2 separate regions of the Sus scrofa genome follow, and region 1 is linked to region 2. A link is a contact called in public Hi-C data. All regions are on one chromosome and are shown on one strand. Each heading gives the region's core, a stretch centred on a gene start, on an enhancer-like site or on the middle of the called end of the contact. The rest is flanking DNA. Distances are from core to core; before and after follow the strand shown.

What was found. A called contact is a pair of places that touch in the nucleus more often than the background predicts.
Region 1: a Hi-C map of embryonic fibroblasts shows a contact between it and region 2, with 3 times the contacts expected there. The contact joins the promoter of POP4 here to the enhancer-like site in region 2. A contact is called at or near these places in 1 of 5 promoter capture datasets (liver), 17 of 47 Hi-C or Micro-C datasets (blood, embryonic fibroblasts, fetal heart ventricle and 11 more) and 1 of 2 datasets of contacts at active chromatin or transcription factors (alveolar macrophages).

The regions. Positions count from the first base shown.
Region 1 is chr6:39,731,571-39,736,154 of Sscrofa11.1, reverse strand. POP4 (ribonuclease P protein subunit p29) reads right to left here and starts at 1,632. Exons shown (of 7, transcript XM_003127004.4): 1 at 1,385-1,632. The coding sequence starts at 1,391.
Region 2 is chr6:38,981,792-38,986,322 of Sscrofa11.1, reverse strand. No RefSeq gene overlaps it. Among named protein-coding and RNA genes, the nearest start is that of VSTM2B, 690 kb to the left of the region's middle. Within about 2 kb of position 2,087, at least 11 of the 83 cell types and tissues checked have an H3K27ac peak or open chromatin away from gene starts, as enhancers often do. A contact at or near this core is called in embryonic fibroblasts, fetal liver and liver, where this site is marked.

The sequences.
Region 1 (4,584 bases), core at 383-2,882, 750 kb before region 2:
GTGGTTTCAATCTTTAAAAACTCTTACGCTCCTGTTTCTTATTTATTTTTTTTTTTTTTGTCTTTTTGCCATTTTTGGGGCTGCTTCCGTGGCATATGGAGGTTCCCAGGCTAGGGATCGAATCGGAGCTGCAGCCACTGGCCTACACCACAGCCACAGCAATGCAGGATCCGAGCCGCGTCTGCAACCTACACCACAGCTCATGGCAACGCTGGATCCTTAACCCACTGAGCAAAGCCAGGGATGGAACCTGAAACCTCATGGTTCCTAGTCAGATTCGTTAACCACTGAGCCAAGGTGGGAACTCCCTCCTGGTTCTTAATTTGTCTGAAGAAGAAAACCACACACTGAGGACAGAATATGGGTGTGAACGGAATAAAAATGAGACAAAGACCTGGTTTAAGGGCCAAAAGATTAGAAAGTCTGGTTCATACTAGACTCTGTAAATTCTGCCCCAGCTCTCTTTGTGCTTCTCAGGTACATTGGACCAAGCAAGCCAAAGGGGTTACAAGTTTTATATACACAGTCTGGTTCTCCCTCCAATGGAAGATAGGGATTAAAACCTATCTGCAGGGCCTGGAACCCCCGGAATGACTTTGTGCTTGTCATAGGTTCCTAGCATTAGACGTGGAAGTCTTTTTTTTTTTTTTCCTTTCTGTAACAATAGATATCTAACAGTTAGTGACCCCTCATTACTTGCCATGCCCCTGATTTAAAGCTACATACATTTTATCTCATTACACTTTCTGAACAATCCTTTAAAGGAGCTATTATTCCTATTCTATACTAAGAAAACTGAAGTTCAGATACGCTGAGACACTGGATCACATACATAGGAAGTGAGAGAGGTGGCCCTCAAAATCCAGTTTTAAAGGTGTCACTCCCCTGCCTATAACTGTCCTGGGTGCTTGCTCCTCTCCTTGGCACACCTCTTCTCTGCTCAACTCCCAAAGCTTTGGTTTAGTGATATCGTTCCCCAGCACGCTCCCTGAGCTTTACACTAGGGAAGAGTCCCTCACATAACATCAGGCTGGGCAGGCACCTTCATCAGTACCTTACACAAAGGTAAACAGGGTTGCAGAGAGGAGCAGGGCCTTGACCAGGCCACCCAGGGAGGTACTGGCCAAGTTCGGCCAGGGCCTTGGGCCCTCCTCTAGCACCACACACGACTGGCAGCGCCCCCGAGATTAACCTGCTTCCAGCTCTGCCATCAATCCCTAGCTCAGAGACTGAGCCAGGCACACTGGGACTCCCGTGCCTTAGTTTTATTTATGTTAAGGAGGGATAATTCCCACAACAGTTCCACCAGCACCCACATCTAGTCTCCGACTCTTTACACCTCACTCCACCCCTCTCCAAAGTCGTGGCCCTCAACCTGGCTTACTCTTCATTCTCGGACCGCTTCCGGTGCGCTTTTCTGACGTCTCCTTCAGCGTCGCTCCCTCTTTACCTCCCTCTACTTTCTTCAGCAGCCTCGACTACCAAGCCTCTCGCCAAAGTTTGTGGCGGAGAGGTTTCCTGTGTCTGAAGTCGCGCGGTATGCTACATTGATACCAACACGCTCCTACTTTTAGCTGGAGTCGCTGCCCCAAACTCGAGGTTGGCGCCCCTGTGACGTCACCGACGCGCGCCGACCTAGGTTGGCGCATGCGCCTTGGGGCGGACTCCGCCGCACAAAGCGCCGTGGGGCTCTTTTCAGTTCGTGTGTTTTCTAGGCGAGGGAAGGCCAGAGGCAGTAGGGTTGGAGTTGGGGTGTGACATGCTTATGAAAGCCTGGAGTAGAGAGAGGCGGGTCGACTTGGAGAGGACTCGAGGGAGGTTGGGCCCCCGGGGTGGGTGGAAACGGGTTGGGGCGGGGCGGGGGGTGGTGATGGAGGAAATGAGTCTCTGCGGTCCCTGGTGAGTGCTCTCTACAGACCATCTGAGGCACTGAAGGATAGAAGGCTTAGGTTCTTATTCTGTCTGCTGTTAGCTAGGTGTGCAACCTCGCTTAAGGCACTTCCCATCTCTGGGCCTCACTTTTCCCCGTTCTGCTTAGTGGGGTTGGACTTGATGGTCTCAGAGTTTTCTAGAGGCTCGGCATATTAGTTTCCGTCAATAAGATGAAAGGCAAGGAGGAGTTCCTGCCGTTGGACAATGGGTTAAGAATCCGACTAGAGTGACCAGCGGTTAGATTCCCCCGGGCACCCCGGGCAGTGGGTTAAAGGATCCTTTGTTGCTACGGCTACGGCTCAGGTCTGAGCGCCTGGGATTCAATCCTTGCCCTGGAACAACTTCCTTATGCCGCGGGTCCGGCCTTAGGTTGAACAAAAAAAGTTAGAAGGCAAGGAGTTGATTCCCATTGCCCCGGGGTTGGGTTCAAGAAGTGTGTCAAGAAGGCCTGGGTGGAGGCCTCTTAGAAGCTACCTTAAGTTTTGCTGAGAGCTGGGCCTGGGTAGGGCCCTGCTCTGGAGAGAAAAGCAATACAGAGAGGTTCTGTGGTGGCTCAGTGGGTTAAGGATTTGGCCACTGTCACTGCTGTGGCTCTGGATACTGCTGTGGCACTAGTTTGATCCCTGGCCCAGGAAATTCCACGCATTCCACTGGCATGGCCAAAAAGAAAAAAAATAATGAAAAATAAAAGCAATATGGTCCATGTATTCTAAGCCAGTGGTTCTCAACTTTCAGTACAGTATAAACTCCTTTTAAAGGAAAAAAAAAAAAATTTCCCAGGGAATCCTGGGAGTATGTCCACACACCTGAGTTTGAGAAATATTTAAGTTTCTTTGGGTGGTGACCTTGTGTCATTTTGATCTTAAACATAAGACTACAGGCCCTGGAACTGAGCATTTACCTTCTATGTATATTACTATCAAAATGGAAACAGAGCATTAAAACTAAAATATGTCATATTTTCAGATGTCTGAGAATACTTAGGAGCCCACGGGATTAAATTTGAGAAATTGCTCTTGGGGTTCCATACTATGTAAACTACCAAATGTATATTTTATTTTTTTAATTTATTTTTTATTCTTTTTGTTTTTTTAGAGACGCACCCGCAGCATATGGAGGTTCCGAGGCTAGGGGTCGAATCGGAGCTGTAGCCACTGGCCTACACCACAGCTACAGCAATGTCAGATCTGAACCGCATCTGTGACCTACACCACAGCTCACGGCAACACCGTATCCTTAACCCACTGAGCGAGGCCAGGGATTGAACCTGCATCTCATGGAGGTCAGATTTGTTTCCGCTGAGCCATGAAGGGAACTCCTGAATGGGTATTTTAAAATAGCAGCACAAGGAGTTCCCATTGTGGCGCAGTGGTTAACTAATCCGACTAGGAACCATGAGGTTGTGGGTTCGATCCCTGCCCTTGCTCAGCAGGTTAAGGATCCGGCATTGCCGTGAGCTGTGGTGTAGGTCGCAGACGTGGCTCGGATCTGGCGTTGCTATGGCTCTGGCGTAAGCTGGCAGCTACAGCTCCGATTCGACCCCTAGGAACCTCCATGTGCCGCCGGAGTGGCCCTAGAAAAGGCGAAAAGACAAAAAAAAAAAAAAAAAGAAAGAAAGAAAAAATATAGCAGCACAAGACAGCAAGAGCCAATTTCAGTGCTTACTCGAGGGAACCCTTTTGAACAGGACCTTTGTGATTATGGAGGTAAGGGAGAAGCCAGACCTCTTTGTCATCAAGAGCTTTTCTAGAGTTGTTAGGACTCTTAACTCCCAATTGACCTCTTCTGGAGTAGCCAAGACAGCCCTGGATGACTGCCAGTCTTCCTTAGAATTCCATGGTTGTGGGGTGAGCACTCCCAGAGCTGTAGTCACTCCATAGTTCCCTGATCGCTAAATCTTTTTAAAAAGCAAACTGCTTTATTGTCCTCAGGAAATAATTGTCCATGTTTGCAGAGAAATACTTGTCTCTACAGGTATTGGTATTGTGATTATTGTTTAGCAGAAATTCGACAACTACTTGATGTTTGAAGATGGTGGATTAAGCAAATGACATGTGCTAATTAATTAGATAGTTAATTAAGTGCATTGTAATCACAGGGTAAGCTTCAAAAAATTCATCTTCCATACCATCCTTGGAGATTCTCATTTAGTAGGTGGGTCCCAAGAATGTGTATTTTTACAACATGTTACCAGGTGTTTTGGAGTAATTAAATTTGGGAACTGCAGTATGGTACCTTTATATAACTTATACAATGGAATACCATGCAGCCAGTGAGCAAACTACATACATTTTTTAAAAGATTGCAAAATATTAATGTAGAAAACCAAATGGTATACACACAAAAAGGATTGGAAAGTATTATAATAATATACTGAAAGTTTTAGTAGCTATGTAAGTACACTTATAAGAAGTTCTTTTTTTGGGGGGGGGTCTGTTTTCTAAATAGTACTCTGAAAATAAGTCTTTCTTACATTTTTTTTCTTTTTCATAACTATCAATGGTAAACTTTCAAAAATGCATACACTCTAGTGACCTTCTGAAAGCTCCATGGGGAGTCAAGTTTTGGTAGCATCATTGCTGGTGGCTTCCCCTGCCTTTGAACAGCTTATTGTGAAAAACTTGAAGTACACAGAGAAATGGAAAGAATTCT
Region 2 (4,531 bases), core at 838-3,337:
CTGAATGTTCCAAGTAGCTATTGTCTGGGTTTTGGGGGAGATACCATACCAGAGATGTGTGATTCCACATAGAAATCAGCATAGGTCCTGAGTTCAGATTCCCCAACATTTCTGGGATTTTCATATCCTTTCTTGGGGCGCCAGGGGCTCACATTCCCATCTCAGTGATCTTTACAATGTCCATGTCTCTTGCTACCCCTAAGCTCCCTTCAACCTTCCCAGCTCAGTCCAGACCATTCTTCTACATTAAGGGCAACAAATGCAGAGATGAATTGAAATAAGGAGAATGGGGGCAAGGAAAAAAATAGAGAGGAATGTGTGCGAGATTCAGCATTGGCTCAGCCAGGGAATCCTGGATTTCCTTCTCTAGGTTGCTGCCTCTGGAGGAGGGCCTGGCTTCCTAGAATTTTTTTACAGGGAGGTAGAACACTCTGTGGCTTCATGGAGGGAAGGGGAACCCAAGTCTGGGTTTCCCTCCCTGCTGCCTGCTCTCTGCTGTGTCATCTGTGGAACTGACCTTCACAATTTCTTCCCTGGATCAGAATGAGGACTCTATCTCTGAGGTCTTCATAGGTTCTGACTGGTAAGTTTAGTGAGGGAGAGGGTCAGTCACTGGAAAGGACTACAAAGTGGGAAAGGGCAACGTGGGGTGAGGAAGGTCATATCCCAGGGGAAATCCAGTCACAGAGGAGATACAGTCACAGGGTAGATCAATCACAGAGGAAAGCCAGTCACTGGGAGCATCACTTGAGGGGGTAGAGAGAGGAGCCAATAGTCAAACTCAGGTCTACCTAATCCACAGGTTCTCTAGTTTGCTACTTCACCAGATTTGGCAAGGGGTAGAAAATGATCCCTCTGGTAGCAAAATGAGGTTGATCAGGGGAGAAAGGAATTTAGGAGGAGACAAGATCAAAAGGATTGTTCTAAGAAAAACAAAGGGTAGCAAAAGGCACAAAGGTCTGGGGGTGAAGAGGGAAGGGGTGCTGACAGGGAAGGGATGCTAAGGAGGACTCATTATTTACTTTGTTTTTCTTCTGAAAGGAAGAAAATATGGAAGCCTTCAGCCATCACTGGAGACCATTCCAAATAATTTTTTTTAGTTTTTTTTTTTTTTTGTAATATTGGTTTATAACATTATATAAGTTTCATGTGTGTAACTTTGTGTATACTACAAAGGCACTCACTACCAAAATTGTAGACACTACAATTTCTTTGATAGCTTGAGCAAATTGAGCACTGCTAGAGGATTATTCCTAATATCAAATTATTGGAAACAATCTCAATGCCCACCTTTTAGATATGGCTGAAATAAATTATAGCACAATGTGAAATTCTGCAGATTTATGAAGGGAGGTAAATGATATTAAGTGCCACATGAAAGAAGCAGGTTGGAAAACAACTCCTCCCATGCCATCTGTGCCCCAGCCTGACATGTCTCTTCTTCACCATGGCTACCTCATCTCTCGCCTGCCTTCTGCTTCACCCTCACCTGGCTGCATCACCCTTCCTCTTCCCACCAAGTGCCTCTATCCATATAGAAGCTGGAGAGCTTTTGTAAAACATAAAGTGTATCATCTCATTTCCTTGCTTAAAATCCTCCAATGCCTTCCCATTGCATTTAGAATCAAATGGAAATACCTTACAATGGCCTGCAGGCCCCGTTCGTCTGGGCCCTCCTACCTCACTGGATTTCTCTCCTCCTCCTCTCTCTTTGGGTCCCAGCCACTATGTTCCAGCCACACGGGCCCTCCGTCTGTCTGTTAAATTCTCCAAGCACATACCACTGTAGGTCCTTTGCACTAGCTGCTCCCTTACTTGGAATGCATCCCCTGCAGAGAAGGGTCAATGAACTGTGACCCATATCCTGTTTTGTACAGTCATGCGCTAAAAATATTTTTATAATTTTAGAGAGCTTTTGTTTTTGCTCTTTTTTAGAAGATGATGCGGCAGAGATCAGATGTAGCCCACAAAGGCTAAAACATTTACTGTATTGTGCTGTACAGAAAAAGTTTGCCAATCCTAACCTAGATCTTTGTTTGGGTGTATCTTTCCTGTCATTCTGGTTTTAGCTCAAATGCTGACGTTCCACAGAGGCCTTTCTTAACCTCCCTCAACCTAAAGTGACCTCCTTCCCCTAATTCGACACACACACTCTTCATCAAACAAAAACAATAAAAATCATTATTGAATGTTTTCCATGTGCCAGGGAATGATCTATTATCCTGAATCTCAGCAATCACTGTTTGCAGCTTGGGGAGAGAGGCAAACAAACAAGTAAGGCCTACTAAGAATAATGAAGATGACTGGGGGCGCTTTCATATATACTTGTCAGGAACAGCCTCTCTGATTAAGCTAATATTTGAGCCAAGACCACAAATAAGGAGGGATGGACTCTTCCATGCAGAGAGAGCTGCCAAATAATTGTACAAAAAAGTACAACTAAGAGCTTAATGCTGGGGAAGGAGGAGGTACTTTGGAAACAACAGATCAAGGTCACTCATTTAATTAAAGTATGTAGATCATATTTCACACACTCCTGCTGTTTTAATCTAGGACGGTTTCTGACCTAAAGGCATTAAATGTTCCTTTAAGTTGCTTTATCTTTATAGTCATAAATATTTTGGTAAATAGCATGTAGATCTCTATTTTAAAGTTTGAGAAAATCAGAGTAAAAAAAAATTAATACTATTATAATGGGCCCTGCATGCCAAAGACTATTTAAACCTTGTGAGTTGTCTTATTTTCAGATTATCCTAAAATTTACCCTCTTTTTAAAGGAGAATAGCAGAATACTGCCTCTTATATAACTGGAATTTGTATTTCTCTCATCATATCACCTTTTTCTTTACAGTTATTATTTGAAATTCTTATTTATACAGTGTTTATTTTCTGTGACCTTCAGTGGAATGCCAGCAAATGTGTATGCCTTTTCACTTTAATGTCTGAAGAGCCTGGAATAGATTTTGAACAATTTTAGCATACTCACTAATGTTGAGTGTGTGTGTGTGTGTGTGTGTGTGTGTGTGTGTGTGAAGGCTGTGTGCCAAAAAGTTAGTGGTTGCCTTCTCTGTTCCATCAGATTATGGTTATTTTTTTTCTTTTTCTACCACACCTGTGGTATACAGAAGTTCCCAGGCTAGGGGTCAAAGTGGAGCTACAGCTGCCGGCCTACACCACAGCTACAGCAATGCCAGATTCGAGCATCAGATCTTTAATCCACTGAATGAGGCCAGGGATCAAACCAGCTTCCTCACAGACATTATATTGGATTCTTAACAACCTGAGCCATAACAGGAACTCCAGATTATGTGTTATTTTTTTAATCTACGTTTTTCTAATAGTGCCACAAGAAACATATATGTTTCTATGTAATTACAAAAACTATCAATGAAAGAAAAAATACTGCCATCCAGAGATGGGAACCATACGGTGTGCAGAGCATACCAGAGCAAGAGGGAGGGTTCTTACACACCATGCAGACTGTCCTCAGTAGAGACCCAGAGAAGGAGTCCCACAGCTGATTAGAGGCAGAGCTGAGATGCAAGCCAGGGCTCCTGGATCCTGAGCCACTATTCCCCTTTCCATCACAGAGCCCTGGCAGGCTTTTTCATTCCTGCTGTGAAGCTCTGGATCCGAAGAATGATGACAAGTCCTTCATTTCTTTGGAGCAGCCAAGAAAGAGGCAAAACATCCTGAGAACCCTGACCCAGAGTCGGAATCCAAGGATCATGGTCAAGGTCTGGGCCTCGTATATCACTTGACTCCATCTTTAAAGAGCAACTACAGCAGATGCCATCGGAGCTCACCCTTCTCTCCACAGTGCTCATGGTGGTCTGACTCCCAACAGCTAAGACTTCCCTTCTTTTGCCTGAAGACTTTACTTGGCTGCCAGAATCCTATCAGTTTCAGTGTTTGACAATCAATTAGGAGAAGCCCTAATGATGACTAATAGGTGTTGGTATGAATCCCTCAGCTCCCTCACCACAGGGGTTGGGTAACTCCAAGTGTGGTCCTCACTGTCCCCAGTGCTCCCCCGTGGGATTCAGCTCCGTTGCCTGTGGGGGTCCCTGATTTGATAACACCGCTTACTGGCTCCTTCTCTTCCCTGTCTAATTCCCTCCAAATAAACTACCTGTACTCAAACCCTTTCTGCTGTTCTCTTATGGTTGTGGTTTGAATCATGAAGAAAGCTTGATTAACCCAACACACATTTATTAAGATTCTAGTACCTGTCAATTACTTTATCAAATACAGAAAGAGGCAAAAGGAAAGAAAAAAAGACACATGGTTGCTGTTCTCAGGAAAATACAGTCAAACCGGAAATATGTAGATTCTGTAACTAGAAGGAGAAACTACTTCCCAACACAAGAAATATTGTGATGTATGCGTAACATACTCATGTTAGTATTCGCTTATTTATTAGCCATTATATTGAGCAGTTTTTCAAAACTGAATTGAGCACCAGTGAGCACTGGTGCTCAAATATGAGTGACAAGACCCCAGATCTTGCTGGGAAGATGCGAGAATCATG